Regions from separate parts of the Macaca mulatta genome. Here region 1 is linked to region 2. The links are chromatin contacts, called in public Hi-C maps. All regions are on one chromosome and are shown on one strand. The core of a region is the stretch at or near the end of the contact, and the rest is flanking DNA. Distances in the headings are between cores, read along the strand shown.

Region 1 (3,367 bases), core at 286-2,785, 52 kb after region 2:
AACAAATTTACAAGAAAAAATCAACCCCATCAAAAAGTGGGCAAATGATATGAACAGACATTTCTCAAAAGAAGATATTTATGCAGCCAACAGACACATGAAAAAATGCTCATCATCACTGGCCATCAGAGAAATGCAAATCAAAACCACGAGATACCATCTCACACCAGTTAGAATGGTGATCATTAAAAGGTCAGGAGGCCCGGTGCGGTGGCTCAAGCCTGTAATCCCAGCACTTTGGGAGGCTCAGATGGGCGGATCACGAGGTCAGGAGATCGAAATCATCCTGGCTAACATGGTGAAACCCCGTCTCTACTAAAAAATAAGAAAAACTAGCTGGGCCAGGTGGCGGGTGCCCGTAGTCACAGCTACTCGGGAGGCTGAGGCAGGAGAATGGCGTAAACCCTGGAGGCAGAGCTTGAAGTGAGCAGAGATGGCGCCACTGCACTCCAGGCTGGGTGACAGAGCGAGACTCTGTCTCAAGAAAAAAAAAAAAGGGTCAAGAAACAGGTGCTGGAGAGGATGTGGAGAAATAGGAACACTTTTACATTGTTGGTGGGAGTGTAAATAAGTTCAACCATTGTGGAAGACAGTGTGGCAATTCCACAAGGATCTAGAACTAGAAATACCATTTGATCCAGCCATCCCATTACTGGGTATATACCCAAAGGATTATAAATCATGCTACTATAAAGACCCATGCACACATATGTTTATTGTGTTATTATTATTCACAATAGCAAGGACTTGGAACCAACCCAAATGTCCATCAATGATAGACTGGATTAAGAAAATGTGGCACATATATGCTATGGAATACTATGCAGCCATAAAAAAGATGTGTTCATGTCCTTTGTGGGGACATGGATGAAGCTGGAAACCATCATTCTCAGCAAACTGTTGCAAGAACAGAAAACCAAACACCGCATGTTGTCACTCATAGGTGGGAACTGAACAATGAGAACACTTGGACACAGGAAGGGGAACATCACACACCAGGGCCTGTGGTGGGGTGGGGGGATGGGGGAGGGATAGCTTTAGGAGATATACCTCATGTAAATGACCAGTTAACGGGTGCAGCACACCAACATGGCACATGTATACATATGTAACAAAACTGCACGTTGTGCACATGTACCCTAGAACTTAAAGGATAATAAAAAATAAAAAAATTACTTTCTACTACGTAGCCTCCAGGCTCGAAGAATGAAATTATCTCATAAAAGAGATAATTTATAAAGTCGCTAACTGTGAAAAAAGGGACAACAGGGGGTTCCAGAACGTCCCCGCCAGCCTGCCAGGAGAAGACCAGAGACGTGCGTCACAACAGTCCAAAGTGAAGCCTCCCCACAACGCCCTTCCCCGCCATCCAGGGAACTGGCGGGGCGCGGTTCTTGGTCCACCGCTGTCGCCTGCGCAGTCGTAATAAGGCTCGTGAGCGCCACGGCCTGAAAGAGAAGGGCGGAGGGACGAGTATACGCATGCGTCTGTACCTTGGCTGCTAGCGCTTAGACCCCGCAGTGAGGTCTGACGTCATTTCCTGCCGTAAGTAGACTGTGCCTCCGGGTCGCGGTCATTTTGAGCCCCTGTCTGGGTGACTTCTTGCGGCTGTCCGCCCCCTCCCCCTCCCCGCGGTACCTTGCACTTTTCTCTCTCCTTGCCCCCTCTGGAGTCCCCCCTCCGGGCCTTCTGTCCCTGATCGCTTGGGTTCGCCTTGCCATCGCCTGCTGCTGTGGTCGGAAGGTAGGTGAGGTGCCCCAGACAGCCCCGTTGTTGCTCTCCGTGTATCCCCTCACCACCTTCGCGGCCATCCACGACTTTCGCACCTTCCGCCATTTTCCTGCCTGTGAGGGTGGACAGATCGCTCGGGTCTCGGCCTCCTGAGTGCCCGTGACCGCAGGAAGCGACGGAGTGCTTCTGGGGGTGTGAGCCGGGGAAGTTCGTGGTCACGGATGCGTGTGGGGTTGTTGCTCAGTCTGTAACAGCAGGTGGGAGACGGACACAGTAGTGGAGGATGGAGTGCGGGAATCAGCGGTTATAGGCCGCTTAGGCTTTAATCCAGCTTTCTTTTGTGTTGAGAACTTAAAATGGTATTGTCTCAAGGGCCTTGTCAGCCCTGACAGTCTTCCTGGTGTTTCTGGGAAGGATGCTGTTATGGGAAATAAGAGGGTTTCATTTTTTCTCATACGATTGTAGGGTAAAAGTAGTTAATTCAGCAGGCTCCATCCATCCATGAATTCAGCTGACCCTTTTTATTCCTTTTCTCTTTTTAAGGGATTGGCATGTAGTAGGCCCTCATGGCTTATTGACTAAATGAATTATGGAAGAGCTCACTTGCTATCCTCATTGTGCATGCCATTCCTGTTTCCATGCAAATTGTTTTTAAAATGAGAGTAATCATGATCCGACGTAAACATTCTGTAAAATGCAGTTACTTGATCTGTTGATTTAAGTCCCAATATATGAGTTTTAAAAATCGAACCAAATAAAAAAAATGTATATTCTTGGAATTTTTGCATTTTTTTCTTAATATTCTTGGGGAGGAAGGAAATTTGGAGATACAGAATTGGCTGTTAGTTTTACATCACAGAGAGAAGGATGTGATATCCTTGTTATTCCGTAATTTTTGAGTGCCCATTTGTGGGAGAGGTTGAATGTTTCTCATTATTATTTCATTTTTTAATATGGAAGCTCACAAATGACTTGAAATTTTTTTCTCTTCTATTTTGGGGAATTATCCTAATCATTGGGCATAGATTTGAGAAACAACCAAAACATACTATGTGAAAGAACCCATTTTCAGGAGGAAAAGATACGTCTGTTATTTTATTGATATCTAGATAGTAAAAAACATTATTAACTTATAAAACGCTTATGCTTTTTCAATTAAGGGACTTAACCTGAATAGTGAGTTCCAAATTAATCAGTAAGTCTGTTATTTTTTCATCTAGCTATTTATATGTGAAGTACTTAAGATATAGTAGTGTTTAGTAAATATTTGTTGATTGGTTGCTGTATAGACTAGTAGTTTTACTATATCATACGTCTTGATTTACTTTGACCTATCTAGTGATGGTTTCTAATACTTAATATGTAATGTTTCTGATACAGGAAAAATGAATGGGAGGGCTGATTTTCGAGAGCCGAATGCAGAGGTTCCAAGACCAATTCCCCGTAACTATCTATTAAGTATTTATAATTAGAAGCACTTCCTATGTAAAGGAAATTTCACTGCCTTGAGTAACAGTGGCAGGTGGGCTGGCTTCATGGGCATGTGCAGACAGTGCCCCATACTTGGTTTCATATTCTAGTCTTGTTATCTTGAAATTTGTAATCATTTGGACAAGGAGTCCCACATTTTTATTTT
Region 2 (3,184 bases), core at 473-2,972:
TCTTCACTAAGGCCTCTAACAAGGAATGTGCTATCTCTGATTTCCTCAGCAAGTATTGACAGGTTAAGCAGAGTGATAATACTCAAGATGAAAAGACGTCTTATACTAGTTTTATCAATAGTAAAAGCTGTTGGTACGAATTATAATGCCTATAAATTCAGTAGCAGAATCAACTTTACAGACGATATCTCCTAGGCAGCACAGCATTTTATAAAACCAACCTTATTTCCATCAAAACCCCTTTCCCCCCGCAATCCGACAGACCCCGGCAACCTATTTTGCTGTGTCTTTTTTCCCCAACCCTTCCAAAAGAACGCCAGCCAGTGAATCGAGGTAGTATTTTCTGCAGTTCAAAGGTAAGGGCAAATTCAGCTCTACTAAGAACTCTTGTTCCTCACCAGCACACACCCTAACGCACCCCCCCCCCCAGCTTTTTTCTTTCCAAATCTTGGCCTAGGAAAGATTAATGCAACCATATCATTGCAAATCCATAAAAACGCGATTTCAGGTGGCGAGGAACGAAACTAGGATGGCAGGAAATACCAGCAGCAACCAATCATTTCGCCCTAGAAACCAGCCTCTCCAGAACGCAGGAAACCAGGCTATGCCCAAAGAACCTGCCGCCCGGAAGCAACAACTTCCATCAAACGGCAAAGAAAAGTTGTAAAGAGCTCAGCGCCCAGGCACCCTGCCCGGTGCCGAGACTGAGAGCAGCAGGCACTCCACAGGCCGAGTCAGCTCGCGGGCGGTGGCCGCAGGGCTGGCCCTGGCTCCGGAAAGCTCCGGGTCCCGGGGTGCGCCAACGGCCCAGGGCGGCGCGGGCACAGCGCCCGCACCCCTCCCCAGGGCCGCGAGCAGTGGGCGGAGAGACCAGAGCAAGGGAAAAGGCGGACAATGCCCGGCCGGGCTGGCGCGCTCCGCCGGTCCCCGGCAGCCCTGCCCGCCGGGGCCCACCAGCCGCCGCGCTAAGTTTGCTCCTCAGCCTTCCCTTCCCAGCCGGGGCGGTGGAGCCGGGGCAGCTGAGCCGTGGTCGCCGGTCTTCCTCCACCTTTGCAGCCGCCGCCGCCTTCCTTCCCGCGGGGCGGCTACCGCGAGTCGGTGGCTAGGCGGCGCGCGAGCAGAGCAGGACGCGCGAGAAGGCGGCGAGCAAGGGGGACCCGGGCACGCGCGAGAAGAGCCAGGCACAGAAGGGGAAGGGGACGCGCGGGAGAGCTGGGCGCGCGGCGGTCCCCGCGGAACCGCCGGAGCTCGGGCGGGCTTTCGTTTGAGGCTGGGGTTGCGCCGCGGTTTGGTGTCCGTTACGAGCGCCGGCCCGGGCCGCGCCGCTTGCCAGCCATCCTGGACCGCCTCCCCACAGCGCCCACCAGGAAGGGCAGCTGGCGAGGGCCGACCACCTCGTCTCCCGCCCAGGCTGGGCTGCCGGCGGCGGGCATCCCGGCGCCTGCCCCCGAGCTGGAAGAGAAAGTGAAATGAAGCGCCTTTCCCTAGTCAACACCTACCCGTCCCCAGTCCTAGTACAGCTGCCTCGCTCCTCCAGCGCCGCCAGTCCCCGCCCTCGGGCCCCTGGCTCCGTTCTCTTGACAATGGCGCGTCCCCTTTAAGGAATAATCCGAACGGAACCGATCTTTGGTTAAACCTCCCTCCGACTCTGATTTTAACCGGATTTCTCTCTCGCTCTCTCCCAAAGCCCGACGGCCGCCCGGCTGTGCTGCGAGCTCTTCCCACCCCTTCCCTGCCCCGCCCACCCTCTGGCCTTCCTGATTGGCGAGAGACACTACAACAGGAACACAGTCCTCCCCCTCCACTGGCCTGGCCAGCCGCCGCTCAAACTTGCTCCCACCTTCTCCCCGCCCCTTTTCCCGGGTTGGTCCTCCCTCTAATCATTCTCTGCCCTCGCCTCAAATGTCGCTTCGGAGCAGTGGCTCACCCTCCCGCCCCTGGAAAGCGAACTTTATTTTTATTGGTGAAAAGACATCTTCCTGTACACTTGATTGGGCAAGGAAAGAGCTAGTCTGCACGCCCCCTACCATTATTACTCTCCCTTTACGGGCTTGAGAAACACAGCCGCAAAGTCCTCCCCGCTTTGCCTGCTAGGAGCGACTTTCCCTTTAAATGTTGTTAGGGGTCGAGAACAAACTCATATCCTATATTGAGGAAAGCTGGAAAGGGATAAGAGAAAAATTCGAAATTTTCTCCCGATGAGTAATGTATCCAGAGCTGGCGCCCGGATCCTGCGGAACCTTATCCAATGATCCAGTGAATGGAATGATTAGAATTGAGTTAGAATACCTGAAAGTCCAGTGCTAATTCGTCCTGAGATGTACTCAACAAATTTCATCCACTGTCCGCTCTACTCATACCATTGATTGCACTGGCATTTTGCCACCCGGAAGAGCTTTAATCAAGCTATCTGCAAACCTGGAGATTTCCTTGCTTGTCTCGCAATTGTTAATTTAGAAAATCATTTCCATCACAAGTTCCGTTTAAGTCACGTCTTCTGTGACGTTCCGGCGTTTCCACGAGACCTGCTACTTTTTTGAAAAAATTAAGTAGATGGTACCCTTATGCCATCCTCAAAGTGTAGGACTTCGTTCCCCCTTGCTAGAACTGTAGGAAAAACACCCCAGGTCAGTTGAACCCAAGAGGGTACCATACGGCTGTTTCTTGAACGACTGAAGTGCTTCTCAGAAGAAAACGCGTCTCTCTAAGGGAAAGAGGGAGTCTGATACCAGAAGCTGGACCATGGAGCGGAACCTCACCCATTGAAAAGAGAAGAAATTATGGGGAAGCCTAGAGCGGGGTCTGCATTAGAGTTTCCCCAGTTTCCCATGGAAGCTGTAAGAACTAAAAGGTTTATTTCCGCTAAAATTGAGTACAGGTACAGCTTCGGTACCCATCTAAGAAAGTTAATGGAAAATGGTTATGTGTTCTCTCCCTCTTTGCAGATGAAGCTTGGAAGACTGTGTACTCCGGGGAGTTTAGTACATTTGCAGTGACACCCACAGTAGAATCTAATGATGCCAAGGAAGTGTCAGTACCCTAGAAAAGGGGCTTGATGATGACAGAGAAGCGTAAATAAACATCAGTTGGTAGTCCATAGGACTTTTCCCCAAGTACAGGTGAAAAATTTCATGAGGATTCCCAAAAATATGAAAGAGCAGGAGACAAAAGGGAACGTTGCAGG

The links. A called contact is a pair of places that touch in the nucleus more often than the background predicts.
Region 1: a contact with region 2 is called in a Hi-C map of fetal cortex germinal zone, with 2.2 times the contacts expected there. The contact joins the promoter of OCIAD1 here to the promoter of FRYL in region 2. A contact is called at or near these places in 6 of 14 Hi-C or Micro-C datasets (CD4 T cells, blood, cortical neurons and 3 more).

The regions. Positions count from the first base shown.
Region 1 is chr5:48,340,502-48,343,868 of T2T-MMU8v2.0, forward strand. OCIAD1 (OCIA domain containing 1) reads left to right here and starts at 1,536. Exons shown (of 8, transcript XM_078003395.1): 1 at 1,536-1,988; 2 at 3,112-3,174. The coding sequence starts at 3,117.
Region 2 is chr5:48,288,452-48,291,635 of T2T-MMU8v2.0, forward strand. It overlaps FRYL (FRY like transcription coactivator), which reads right to left and starts at 1,723. Exons shown (of 61, transcript XM_078003390.1): 1 at 1,500-1,723.